2 separate regions of the Mustela erminea genome follow, and region 2 is linked to region 1. The links are chromatin contacts, called in public Hi-C maps. All regions are on one chromosome and are shown on one strand. The core of a region is the stretch at or near the end of the contact, and the rest is flanking DNA. Distances in the headings are between cores, read along the strand shown. Region 1 holds the start of SIK2 (serine/threonine-protein kinase SIK2). Region 2 holds the start of PPP2R1B (serine/threonine-protein phosphatase 2A 65 kDa regulatory subunit A beta isoform).

Region 1 (7,358 bases), core at 4,589-7,088:
AAAATAACGAACTCAATGGGAAGTGACAGAGAATGGAGTAGCTTATACTGTGAAACCCTGGTATTAGAATGTTGAGGACCCTCTTTAAAATCTTAGCCCAGCAGCACGGACATAGAATCTTCCTGGGGGCACCTGGGTGGCTCAGGCAGTTGAGGGTCTGAATCTTGATTGGGGCTCAGGTCATGATCTCAGGGCCACGGGATCCAGCCCCGAGTCAGGCTCCACACTCAGCGGGCAGTCTGCTTAAGATTCTCACCCCACCCCGCCCCTCACTCTGTTCTTATTCTCTCTCGCTCTCTAGCTCTGTCTCTCTCTCTCTGTGTCTCTAAAATAAATAAGTAAATCTTAAAAAAGAAAGAAGAATCTTCCCGCAATTCATGGTTGTCTGAAAAGCCAAATCCAATGGGTGTTGATCAGTAAATTTTTGGAAGTCAGACTGGAAGATGTCCAGTGACAAACTCTACAACTCTGGCCCAGGTTTTGCCCTGTTTATCAGGTCACCATACCAGTCATGAGCCACACATTTGTACTAGGAATGGTGATACAAAGAATAATTACCACAATAAAGATATAGAAAGCATGCTGGTAGAACCAGCCAATGGCTCCAAGAACGAAGATTAGGTGATATGACTTATGGAAGAGCAAAGCATCAAAATGATTCTATTATCTGGGACAACAGGCAAAATCAGTAAATGACATTTTAACTATCGGAATATACATATACATATATATATGTATATATATGTATATATTAAGATTTTAAGATTTTATTTATTTGACAAAGATCACAAGGAGGCAGAGAAGCAGGCTGAGAGAGAGGAGGAAGCAGGTTCCCTGCCAAGAAGAGGGCCCGACGTGGGGCTTGATCCCAGGACCCCGGGATCATGATCCGAGTCAAAGGCAGAGGCTTCAACCCACCCAGGCGCCCCTCCACTTATATTTTTTAAAAAATCAATCACCCAGGAAAATGGTAACAGTAATTCTTATTTTAAAAGACCCAGCCGTTTTAGTTGGCCTTAATCTTAACTCTGGGTTGTAGCTGCTAAAAAGAAAATAAGCACAACCTTTGGTTGAATTAGTATGAGTAGAGGGTCTGGATCAAAGGAGAGATGGGTTTAGACTCTACCCAAGCTATTGTGGTTCAGTTTGGGGACAATATTTGAAGAGACCTTGACAAGCCAGAGTCCAGAGAGGCACAAGAAGAAAGAAACAGTTAGAAACAATTAGATAGAACGTGATTTGGGGAATGCTTTGCCTAGACAATTAGAAAAAAAAAAAAAAAACCAACAACACATGACAATAGGTGTATGTCTGTTTGTAATGTCTTATACCAGAGAAAAGAACTAAAACTGGACCGAAGTCAGGAAGAAGCCGATTTGAAGCCAATATGAGAGTATTTTCTACTGAAATGAACTGTTTCACATAGATTCCATGTGAGATGTGTAATGAAGCAGGAAAGCACGGCTTGATGCCATCTGTCAAGTGTCTAGAGATTTCTGTATCAGATGCGAGGATGGACTCCTATGATACTCTCTGAGATCCCTTTCAAATTACGATCCTAAGCAAATCTGTCGTCTGGGAGGAGATACAAAAATTTTTGAAATTAATTTCAAAGTTTAGAGAGAATCACACGTTCTTCACTTAGAGACGATCTTTCGCAGCTAAAACTAAACCTGAAAAATTGAAACCCGGGGCATGGTTACACATCTTTTAAAAGAGCCAAAGAAAGTTTTGCTTAAATAATCAATTCTCTAGTTTTACTTCCATATAGTTTTTTAAACATAGTGGGACCCATATGTTCATTAACATGACAGATTGGTGCATAGTTCGGGAGGACCTGTATTCTATACCCAGGAGAAGCTCTGATAATTGGCACAGATCAGTGATTTGGATTTTCTCAGGTTCTTCCTGTCTTGTGTAATATAAAAAGCAAAGTATGCCTGCTAGCTTTGTAACCTCTTTTTTTCTAAGCAAAGTCATCAATAAAGATCCCACCAGTTTTCAGTTTTGAACTAAATCTAAAATTCAGTCCTGAACCTACTGGTATGTTGACTTTTATTCGGTCCTAAAGGATAAAACAGTAAAAGTGCAGATGTTGTGCATGGTCGAGGAAACATGGTACATATCTTGTTTTTCAGGTTCGTGGGCTCTCAGCTTCAGAAAAATGTGTACAGCACCGTGAGCCATGAAGGTTTTCTCCCCTCACATTTCAAATCACTCTTTCATTAACTCTTTGCTAATGCCTCTCCTCATTCCTCATTTTTGTTCTAGGTTCAGTATGTTATAGAACTAATTCTTACCTCAGCTTCTCTCCCTTTTTCTTAACTCTTTATATATGTACACCCTTTTGGCTTTTGACAGGTTATTTTAACATTGTTTAATCAACCCAGTGGCAAATATACCGGACTCAAAGCATTAGCTGTGCACACTGCATTGGAAAGGTCAAGCAAATAGGAAATCTGGCATCCAGAGTCCTCTCCCCTTTGATACTAAAACTAGGGATGAAGAAGATGAGAATTGTATGAAGCTTCTCTTCTCTTTCTCCCTTTTATATTCTTTTTCCTGATGTGGTGATGGTGGTGGTATGTGTGTGCATGTATCTGGGGGGATAAAAGGGGAAGAAGAGGGGAAAGGGGGAGAGAGAAGGAGGGGAGGAAAATGAGAATTGGATAATATTAATAATTGCTATAATATATAGGCTATCATTTAATTGAAACAAAGGTGCCTAAGAGACACACAGGGTTAAAATCGCAGAGAGAAAAGTAGATCTCTTGGACTGAGGGAACTGAGCTGAATCAAAGAGTCCAAGCTTGGAATATTCAGTCCACATACATTTCTCCAGGTTCTATTTACAGCCTCCTGGTAATTTCCAGTAGTGCACCTGCTGCATTTCCAAGGGGGCAAGGTTTATTTTGGGCACAACCCCACCTACTTCTCCCCTATCTCTGGTTTCTCTTTCTCTGACCTCCAGACACTCAGCATCCTCACACTGATCTCTGGTTTGTCAAAAACCTGCTGGTACTCCCTGCCATCTCTCTCTCCTCTTTCCAGCCCCAAACCAAGTCTTAATCCCAGACTGTGCAAGGAGGTAGTTGAGCTAGTTATCTGATGAAAATAATCAGAAAAGAGTCTTAATTTCTGTTCGAAAGATACTTGAAAGAGGAGGTGTTGGCTTAAGTTGGGTCTCTATCTGCATTTTCTGGTTCTTGGGTAAGTAGCTTTTCATCCGATTCCCAAATTTCCACCCCCAGAGCACTTAAAACACATTAATCTAACTGGCAAAATGTAGATGGGAACACTTTTTGAGTTAGGGTATATATGTGGGCTCCTGGCTAGTTAGACAAATTCTCATCCTACTCTCATCAATCCAGAAATCTCACCAGTCTCACCTTCCTCACTTTTATAAACGATATAATTCACAGTAGAATGAGGTATTTCTTGGGGAGAGTGCTGGACAGAAGCACCATGAGGAGTTGGAGGGCACAGGAACCAGCTGATCTTACACAGAAAGTATTAAATTAATAAAATGGATTCATATACAAATATTAATTTTCATTAAAAAAATTAAAACAGAGGTTGCAAGAACAATGTAATGTCTATCGTATACCCTTTGTCTAGTTCTATTAGTTAAATGTTTTGCCACGTTAGCTATCTTTCTAAAACCATTTGAGAATAAATTACACATATCAAAAACTCCCATCCCTAAATACTTCCAAAAATACTAAATACTCTTAATATTCATACACTTTTTCATAACCACCATTCTAGAATTCAAGGGGCTTAACATTTAAATAAAAATAAAATATTCATCTAATACACAATCCATATTCAAATTTCAACAATTGCCCTGAAAAAATTCCTTTACAGCACCTTTCTCCCAATCCAGAATGACATGTTGCCTTTAGTGACATGTCTCTTTAATCCCTTAAATAGATAACAGGTTTTCCGCTTTTTCTTTATCATTAGTGACACTGACCTTTTTTTAAAAAGACGATAGGACAGTGGATGAATAGGATATTTCTCAATTTGCATTTTTCTGATTGCTCTTTGTGATTAGATTCAGAATTTGGATTTTTTGACTGGGATACTATTTAAGGGGTATTGTATGCTTCTCAGTATCTCCCATCAGAAGGCACTTTGTGTCATTTTATCCCATAACCGGTGACATTAACTTTGATCATTTGGTTTGGGTGGTGTCTGTCAGACTTCTTTACTGTAAAGGGGCCATTTTGATCACTTTGTAATGAATAAGAAATCTGAGGCTTCTGTGAGAGTGAGTAAATATCGTGTGTCAGTGATTTTAACATCTATTTTATGATTTTGCAATCTACTGATAGATAATTCCCTACCTGAATCGATTACTACCATAGTGTTTGCAAAATGGTGATTTCTTAATTTCACCATTTCCTCCAGGGTCTTAGTTGTCAAGAAGAGGAGTTATTTCTCCTTTCTTGCCTTTATATTTATTTAACTTAATTTTTAAAAGATTTTATTCATTTATCCGATAGAGATCACAAGTAGGCAGAGCAGCAGACACACAGAGAGAGGGGGAAGCAGGCTCCCTGCTGAGCAGAGAGCCTTACGCTGGGGGATCCCAGGACCCTGAGATGATGACCCAGCCAAAGGCAGAGGCCCAACCCACTGAGCCACACAGGCGGCCCTATTTATTTAACATTTTAAGAATAAATATGCACTTGTGTATTCCTTTTTGAAATTCATTGTGTTATAGTCCATTCTAATCATTATTCATTGGTGATGTTTCAATTGTCCCAGTTTTGATAACGGGAGGTAGCTTCAAGCTGGCTTCTGTTGGTTTTGACATGTGCTCCATCACTCTGAAAATCTTGCTTTCCAGCACAAGATCTTCATGGGCATTTTGTACTTTCCCTCTTTCTGTCTTCGAATCATTCATTTCTCCAGAGTCTGGTTCTTTTTAATAGAGACTGGCATTTAGAAAGCAAGATGTGGAGGCATATATTTCAAAATGTGAAATAACGCTGTTCCTGTTTCCTTGGGCCACCACATAGAATACTGATGTGCGGTCATTTGCAGTCCTGACTCTACCCTCACCATCATGACCCTGGCAATTCCCTTCATTCCTTGGGGTTTGATTCATCATCTGAAAAGAAACTGGATTAGGTAAGTATTTAACCTTTTCAGGGTCACCAACGCGTTTGTGAACCTGATAAAAGATACAGCCCCATCTCCCCAGAGACAATCTCAAAGAGGGAAAAATTCGCATTGTAGAGGGGGGTTGAGGCTTTGAAGCCTCTGTGAGGCTCCAGATCCCTGGATTAGTGATCTCCGGTGTCTCTTCAAGCGCTGACGTTCTGGGAGTCTCTAAGCGACCCGTGCTGCTGTCAGAAGATTCCTGAGACATCAAAATGTGGAAGGATTTATATAGAAACCAATGAGAAAGGGATACGAAGGAAGGAGTCGGTGAGCGATGCGTTGCTCAACCCCAGCTCTTGGCCGGTGCGGAATTCGCCGGCGCACCGCAAGCACAGGTGAGCGGTTTGGCGGGAAGGCCCTCAGGTAGGCGGAGACCGCCCGGACGAGGCAAGGAGACGACCAGGTCGCTGCACCCCTCCGTTCCGCCCACCAGGGCTCGCTCTTGCCCTTCGGCTGGGGTGGCCGAGGAACGGGGCGGGCCGGGGGGTGACCCCGCCCCTGGCAGCCGCGAGGCGGCGGCGAACCCGGGGTGCCTGAGTCCGGAAAGAACGCGCCGTCCAGGCCCCTCCCGTCTTCCCTCGCTCCCTCCCTCCCAGCCGCCGACGTCGGCGGTGCTCCGGTCGCCATGGTGACCAATCGCGGCCCGGTCCCGCCCCCGCCTCCCTGCCCCGGCCCCCTGACGTCGGCGCACGTCAGCGGCGGCGCGCGCCTGGCTGGGCCCAGCCGAGCGGGAGGGACCGAGCGGAGGAGCGAGCCGAGCGGCGTCGCCGGAGCCCAGCAGCGCCGCCGGCCCGCCAGCCCGCGCTCCAGTCCGCCGAGTCTGGCAGCGGGGCCCAGCATGGTCATGGCGGATGGCCCGAAGCACTTGCAGCGCGGGCCGGTCCGGGTGGGGTTCTACGACATCGAGGGCACGCTGGGCAAGGGTAACTTCGCCGTGGTGAAGCTGGGGCGGCACCGGATCACCAAGACGGAGGTGCGGCCCGGGGCTCGGCGGGAGCGTCCGGGGCGAGGGTCCGGCAGAGAGGAGCTGTTGGCCGGGAGGGGCGGCTGCAGCGGGGTTGGGGGGGTGGGTTGCTGGGTCTAGCGGAGAGGCTGGGTCTCTGGCTGAGGCGAGGGGCCTGGGACTGTGAGGACCCGGGAGCTGCAGGGGGGTCGGTGAGCGCCGAAGGGCTCGGGGCCCGGTCATCTGGCCCCGAGTGTCGTCCAGTTGGAAACCCGACCGGCCGGGGCTTTGCCTTCTCTACGCCACCCCCGGTGGCCACACGGAATTTCTCCCAGAGCCTCCCACCCGGGCCGTGACCTGATCTGTGGCCTCCGCTCCGGAGCCCAAGTTCCGCGTCTTCCCAGCTTTCAGCTGGGGGTGGGGTGGGAGGGGTGGGAGGGGAAGTCTGGGTGCTCCCGGGCCGCGCGAGGAGGGACGTCGCCAGCCCCGGGGAGGGGGCCGCCTGCGCTCGGACTCCGGGACGGGGCATCGCGCGGCCCCCGCGACCGCTGCGCCCCTCCCTGGCCCCTCGGGGAAGGGGCCCCGCGGCCGGGAATGCCCGGACGGCCATTGTCCATCGTCTGTGTCTCCTTTTGCCCGACAGCGTCTCTTGATTTGGTGTCAGGCTAGCTTGATCTCGTGCCTGAGGCATTTCCATCTAATACTCCAGACAATAGAACGGGTTAAAATGGTCATCTCTGCGCTTGCACGGTTGGTGGCTCGGTCTCGCTTCGCTCAGGTGGTCCCCTGACCAGGTGTGCGTTCTGGCGGCGAATGCGCGTTCCTGAAGCCACATCTGGTTCGGCTTCTCTACTCCAAAAGCCCTCAACTGCTTCCTGGCGGTGAAGCCAGCATCCCCCACTCCACTGCACATTCTGATGCACCGTACATATTTTCTCCCAAGTCTCTCTTCTTACCTAACCCGCCCCCCTTCCTTTCACTGCCTCAAGCTGCTCTCCTCAGGGTCTCTATTTTAAGACGTGCAAATTAAATACTTCAGAAAAAATCAGTAGAAACAAAACTATTCTTTGGAATAAAACCTTGTGTTTTTGACGTACTCTACCCTGCCTTCTTGCAGTTGTTCTGGAGTTTCGTCCTTTTTCGGGTTTTTCTTTCCCCTAGTTTTCATCCTATTCAGTTTTTTCCCCCTTTTTATTGCAAATGTGTTAGAGTTTGAATATGCAGTAACCTAGGAATGGATTTT
Region 2 (6,755 bases), core at 3,978-6,477, 160 kb after region 1:
ACCACAGTCTCTTCCACAGTCGCCAGACTTTCCAAAGGAGGCTGAAAAGACCAAAAAGGAAAATAAGGGAAGAAAACTTAAGGAATCAGGTTAGCTACAGATTATCACCTTTGAAAGTGACTGAAGGGAGGTGGTACATGTAAGCAGAATGTTAGCTACAGCACACCAAATGGTTACTTTCAGTTCACACAGTGATAACATATGGCGTGTCCAACCTGAAGACACGACTTCTATAGGACAGCCAAGATCTCATGTCCCAGATGGCAATTCCCAGATGGTGTCTACAAATGACACAGTGGAGACTTGACACAATATTAATATTACCGCAAGCTGAATGACTAGGTTTAAAAGAATTGGAGCCAAATTCAGATAAGATCATGTTTATTTCCTCAAGAGTAAATGCAAAAACATCAGCACCACAATTACATGATGACATCTCATCAGGCCACGGGGCCCACACAGGCTTTGGAATATTATTCTACCATTCCTGGAAATGCAAGTAACCCTTGTCCACTAGCTCCACACCATCAACTTATCTAGCATAGGAAAGGCTGAGAGCAGAACCTCTTTCTTCAGAATACATTCGGAATCTCATGAGCCAAACACAGAGCAGAAGTCACTGACAGAATGATGAACAATACAGACATGGTGGGAATCCTTGTTTGCAGTTTCAGAAATAGAGGAGGCCAAAAGGGCTGGTCTGGACCAGGATCGGTAAGCGAAGAGGACACAGAGCAGCGAAAAGTGCAAGAGGGCTGGCTCTCCGAACCACTACTTCCCTAGGTGTACATTTGAGCTAGGTATATTCAGCATAGCCATGAGCTGCAAATGTTAAAGACAAAATCCACATACAGAACTGACCAAGAGCGTGAAAGAGAATTAGGAGTCAACCTAATGAGTCTACCTAATAATACATTTCAAAAATTGTTTGATACACACAGAAGTAGAAAGTACTCAACTTTCCTAAGAGGTATTTCAGGAGCCCTTTGAAAAGATACTGCTTTCTTACTTGCTTACGAATGCCTCTCGTCATCTACCCTGGCCGTCACCTTGCTCCTCTCATGCAGTATCCCTGGACTGTCTCTATCACCACTCCAACATAAGGCCAAGCTCCCGAGAATCAATCAGGAGTTGTCTCTGGATTTGAATTCTGCCTATTTCTCTGGGCCCTCTCCCTACGCCCCCCGCTCCCATTCCTGTGTACTCTGGCTCAATACACCAGCAAGGCAAGCTCTTTCACACTTCCAAAGCCCTCAATCAATGGATTACTGTTGCACTGTAGCACTGAGGACAGAAGAAAAAGAAGGCAAATAGGTTCCTCGCTCTAGCAAACTTTATATTCTAGGGTAGAAAGACAACTGATCAAGAAAACAATCATATGGGGAGGAGTACTCTGTGAAGAGATAGAATAGGATGATGTGGTAACAGGTGACTAGGAGGCAATTTCAGGTTGGGTGTTTAGAGAGAGGCCTCTCTGAAGCTGATCTCTGAATGACAAGGAAGCAGCCACCAGAAGCTCAAAGAACATTAGAGGGAATACCCAGGGCAATAATCATAAGGCTTTATTCAAAGAACAGAAAGAAGACCACTATAAATAGAATGAGGATATATGGGGCGCCTGGGAGGCTCAGGGGGGTTCTTTGCCTTCCGCTCAGGTCATGATCCCCGGGTCCTGGGATCAAGCCCCGCATCAGGTTCTCTGCTCAGCAGGGAGCCTGCTTCCTCCTCTCTCTCTGCCTGCCTCTGTCTACTTGTGATATCTCTCTCTGTCAAATAAATAAATAAAATATTTGTGAAAAGAATAGAATGAGGTTATCAAAAGGGAACACGACATGAAATAAATTCATAGAGACAGCTTATTCCATAGTTTACAAAACCTAAGGTAGTAATTTGGATTTTCTAAGCACCAAGGCAGGAAGTGATCCATTCGCTGGGTGAAGAGTGAACCAGAGGGAGAGGGTGGGAGGCAAGAGCAGAAGGCAACTGGTCAGGACGTTACTACAGTAGTCTCGTGGGACGATCATCAGGTCTAGGAAGATAAGAGGAAGGGAGGGCGAGGTAGTAGTGGGGAGGAAGGAAACTGAGCTCATTTGAATTGTATACAGAATCTATAGGAATTATTCGTGCACTGAATGTGGAAAATGAGGGAAAGAGGATGCAAGAATGTCTTCTAGGTTTTGGCTTCTCCAAGTGGGTAGACAGTGATGCTATTTGCTGAGACAGACCACTAAATGGGAGGCATACTTTAGGGAGAAAATGGAGTTGTTTCAGGCATGTTAAATTTGAAATGCCTGTTTGACAGCCAAGTGGAAAAATCACAGGCAGATATGTGGAGAGATACAAGCAGGTACTTATATTCATGGAGAGGTCAAAAATCACATTTCTACAGAAATCACAAATCAGCATCATACAGATAGCATTTAAGCCATCGATCATACATCTCTCTCTTGTCCAACTGGTAAATTCCCAGTTATCCTTCAAAACTTAGTCTGGTCATCACCCCCCCACCAAAAAGGTTGTCTCTTACCACCCTGCGTTAATCTCTTTCTCCTTTCTACTATTTAAGTACTCGTATGTGCTTCTATTCTTCCATCCAACACTGTACAGTAACACCTTGTTAACATAGAAAGGCAGAGATCTCACTCCATTCACACTGGTCTTCTTTAACATTAACACTCTAATTTTAATGACTGATACAGTAGGTTCTCAGTAGATGTCACTGAGTTCCCAATCTAACTGAACTCATCAAATCCACAAAGTAAGTCAGAAGCAAACCATAGGCTTATAATCAAAGATAAAAAGCTAATAAACATTTCCAAGGAGGCTGACTGGTTCAGTCTGGCGAGCATGTGTTTCTTTTTTTTTTTTTTTAAAGATCTTATTTATTTGAGAGAAAGAGAGCACGAGCAAGGAGTTGGAGGGAAGAGGGAGAAGCAGGCTCCCCGTGGAGCAGGGAGCCTGATGCAGGGCTCGTTCCCAGGACCCTGGAATCATGACCTGAGCTGAAGGCAAACACTTAAACGACTGAGGTACCCAGGCACCCCAGAGCATATGGTTCTTGATCCTGGGGTTTTGAGTTCAAGACCCACACTGGGTATAGAGATTACTTATATAAAAACTTCAATTAAAAAAGAAAAAAGCCCCATGGGGTGCCTGGGTGGTTCAGTGGATTAAAGCCTCTGCCTTCAGCTCAGGTCATGATCTCAGGGTCCTGAGATCGAGCCCCACATCGGGCTCTCTGCTCAGCAGGGAGCCTGCTTCTCCCCACCCCCCTCTCTCTACCTGCCTCTCTGCCTACTTGTGATCTGTGTCAAATAAATAAATAAAATCTTTAAAAAAAAAAAAAAGAAAAGCCCCTAATAAACATTTCCCAAATTATGACATTGCTAGGTGAGAATTAAGATCTCCAATTTTCGGGAGGGGGAGAAGTGCGAGAACCCACAAAAACAATCAAACCCTTTTTCTTCCAATCTCTACACTAACAAGTAAGTCCACAGAGGCAGAAAAGAAAAGAAAAATAAGCTCTTATGCTCGGTCACAAGTACCTACATTATTTGTTTTCCCAACAGCCAACAATGTGACCACCCATAAAAAGATCTGCACTAAAAATCCCATAGTGTCCCTATCACTAAATAATGTATAATTTATGCTGGGAAAGTTCTGGAAAAACGGAAGGCAGAATATACTTACCAGCAAACAGTGGGCAAAGTCAGGACCTCCCACCAGGCCAGTGAAATTTCCCAGTTGCTCAGCAAGAGCTAACAGTACCTCATCCTCATCATAAATTGTATCTGGAAATGACAATAACCCAGTACTCATCAACAAGGATAGCTGCCCAGAATGGGATACTCACACAAAAGTAGAAATAGACTCAAAATTTAACTAGATAGTCCTGTCACAGTCCTAACAGCATTCTGGACCTGTTTCACATAATGAATTAGAAATTGACAATCCCGTATCAATTATCTTCCTTCCCATTAGCTAAATAGTTAATGTTTTAATACATCTGGCCATAAGATATGCCTTGTCTTGCTTCTTTTATACAGAAAGCATCAGGCTCAGTTTAGTATTTAACAGCATTGGTAACAAATTCTAAAAAAGAGTAAGTTTTGAAAGCCACTGGAAAATGGCAATGGCTATGCCTTTCTTTAAACCAAAAAGTCACAAACCTGTAAGGAATGGCAGCAGTTCCGTTCGCGTCCTTTCTACTCCAAGTGCTAGAGCAATTGTTGATAACTTCTTAATACTGTTGAGACGGAGCTTCATAAATAAATAAATAGATGAAAGTTGCAAACAGGTAGGATAATGACATACAGTGATGAGGAGGAAAACTTTCATTTTAGATCTTACCCTATGAGGAACCTTGGGAGCAGTGGGAACACAGCTCCGGTTTAGCCAAAGGAAGGTTTCTTAAGAGCAACAATCAAAGGGCCCATTAGAAGAAGGAAAAAGAATACCACATCCAGGAAGTGAGACAATTTCAACACGAGAACACTCTGGCTTCGGTGAAGCTGGTGAAATGGTTGAACACAAGCCCCGGCTTTCCAAAGAAAAAAGTTACACCAGAGCTGACACACCGACTCTTCTAGGTTATTAAGCCGCCCCACTCTCTTTGTGCCCAACAAGCCAGGCCGGTTTCCAAGCCGAGAGGAAGGCTCTCACCCACCTGCTGCTCACAGGGCCCCTCCGGCATCTCTGCAGCCCACTCCAGCCTCCTGGGGCCCGGCCACCCTCCTCCCAGCGCAAGACCCAACGCGCGTTCCCTCCCAGCACCACCCGGAAGGGGCGCCCCGGCGGGAAGCCGGTGCTCTCACAACCGCCAGGACCGGGTGGGACGCCTCAGGCGCTGGGAGGAGGGGTGCTGCAGAGGCCCCGGGGAAGGTCTGTTCGAGCCAGCGCTGCCCCTCACGGGTCTCTATCCTCCTCCCCATCAAATTTCTGCTCTAAGTCAGCCTCTTCCAAGGCCCCCCAGCCTTCCCCACCGCGGAGCCGGCCTTCCTTCCTCCCCACCACACGCCCAACCAGGCCCGACTCCACGCCCAGCCCGATTCTAGTACCTGCACGTCCTCGTTGCGGAGCTCGTCAATTAAAACCGCAATCGGGTACAGCGAATCGTCTCCATCTCCTCCCGCTGCCCCCGGGCCGGTCCCGGGCCCCGCTGCGCCCGCCATGTTCTTTCTCCTCCGGCTCCTCGCCGACGCCGCCCGCCCCGCGCCCAGGCCCCGCCCCGCGCCCAGGCCCCGCCCCGCGCCCAGGCCCCGCCCCGCGCCCAGGCCCCGCCCCGCGCCCAGGCCCCGCCCCGCGCCCAGGCCCCGCCCCGCGCCCAGGCCCCGCCCCGCGCCCAGGCCGTCGGAACTAAGGCCCAAGCTCCCACTCTGCGGAGGCGGCGGTGCTGAGGCTTGGCCAGGGTGATGGAGGTACCCGCCCGGACCCCGTTGCGCGAGGTGTACGTTTAAACTCCAGAAGGGTGGGCCGAGAAAGCGCATGGAGCCCCTGCATCCTTTACGCAGCCAAAAGAAACAGGGGCAGGAATTCACTTTGCTCATGGTGGACTTAAGAGGTCAGGGACCTACCTGAGTGATGCGAGCTCTGCTCCTAGGACTCGGGCACACCAAAGAGGATGCCCAAGGCCAGAAGGAAAACAGATTTAGCGCCTCCCCTGACTTCATCCTGGCTCTGAGCCACCGGGTCTCCAGCCCTAATTTCCCCCGCTAGCCTCAAGCTTCCACAGAACCCCTCCACCTCTTCCTCTGGCCTATGAGCCAGAATTGTATCTGGCTCCTGCTCCGTAAGACAAATAACGCGGGCGGTGAGAGAAAATGAACACTGCTGTCCAAACTCCCCAGTCAATATTTTTTCCGCTTTTTCCATGCAAGCTGTTAAAAACATGCTGCTCTCTTGTTTTTGTGTTTCTTTTCAGTTTGGTACTGGAATGGTGCCTTCTGTTGTTTTTTCTTCCTCCCTCTTTTAGGTCTTTAGCATGCTAGAAGTACAACAATCAAGCAAAACTAGGACAAGCTTTAATCCTTCCAAACTGGGTGGAGTGGCTACTTTGCTTGTACAAGAAAGGCTAAACTGGCCTCCCTAGAACTCCCAGAGTCCTCAAAGGCACCAGGAGGAGGATGTGAGGGTACTGGAGTTTCTTACAAAACTTAATGGAAAGTTTTCCTTTACCCTTCTGAGGGAAGCACAGAAACACCCCCCCCCCTTTTTTGTTCATTTTGGACTATAATTTAAGCGGCTTAGAGTGATAAACTACATATGGTTAACATAAGCTCGGAAATGGTAATGGCAGGTCTGATGAATGAAAACAAAATTATCAATGAACACAATTTGGGAGACTTTTTTTTTTTTCAAAGATTTTATTTATTTATTTGACAGAGATCACAAGTAGGCAGAGAGAGAAGAAGGGAAGCAGGCCCGCTGCTGAGCAGAGAGCCCAATGTGGGACTCAATCCGAGGACCCTGAGATCATGACCTGAGCCGAAGGCAGCAGCTTAACCCACTGAGCCACCCAGGCGCCCCGGGAGACTTTTTTTTTTTTTTTTAAACACCCCGTTCGTCAGAGTAAACACAGTAGATAGAGACTTTGATAGGAGTGAAAGTTTGGGCACCAATGGACTTGAACAGTAGCTCTCAAATTAAGTCTGTGGATGTATTCTGTAGGGCTTCCATTTGGTTTTCATTTTGGTTGTAATTTTTAGATTTATATAAGCATATCCTGGACTATTTGGCTGACCACTTTATAACCAGTA

The links. A called contact is a pair of places that touch in the nucleus more often than the background predicts.
Region 2: a contact with region 1 is called in a Hi-C map of fibroblasts, with 3 times the contacts expected there. The contact joins the promoter of PPP2R1B here to the promoter of SIK2 in region 1. A contact is called at or near these places in 2 of 3 Hi-C or Micro-C datasets (fibroblasts and spleen).

What each region holds. Positions count from the first base shown.
Region 1 is chr9:8,353,665-8,361,022 of mMusErm1.Pri, forward strand. SIK2 (serine/threonine-protein kinase SIK2) reads left to right here and starts at 5,839. Exons shown (of 15, transcript XM_032358851.1): 1 at 5,839-6,145. The coding sequence starts at 6,011.
Region 2 is chr9:8,514,392-8,521,146 of mMusErm1.Pri, forward strand. It overlaps PPP2R1B (serine/threonine-protein phosphatase 2A 65 kDa regulatory subunit A beta isoform), which reads right to left and starts at 5,228. Exons shown (of 17, transcript XM_032358857.1): 1 at 5,058-5,228; 2 at 4,170-4,260; 3 at 3,691-3,791; 4 at 1-41. The coding sequence starts at 5,171.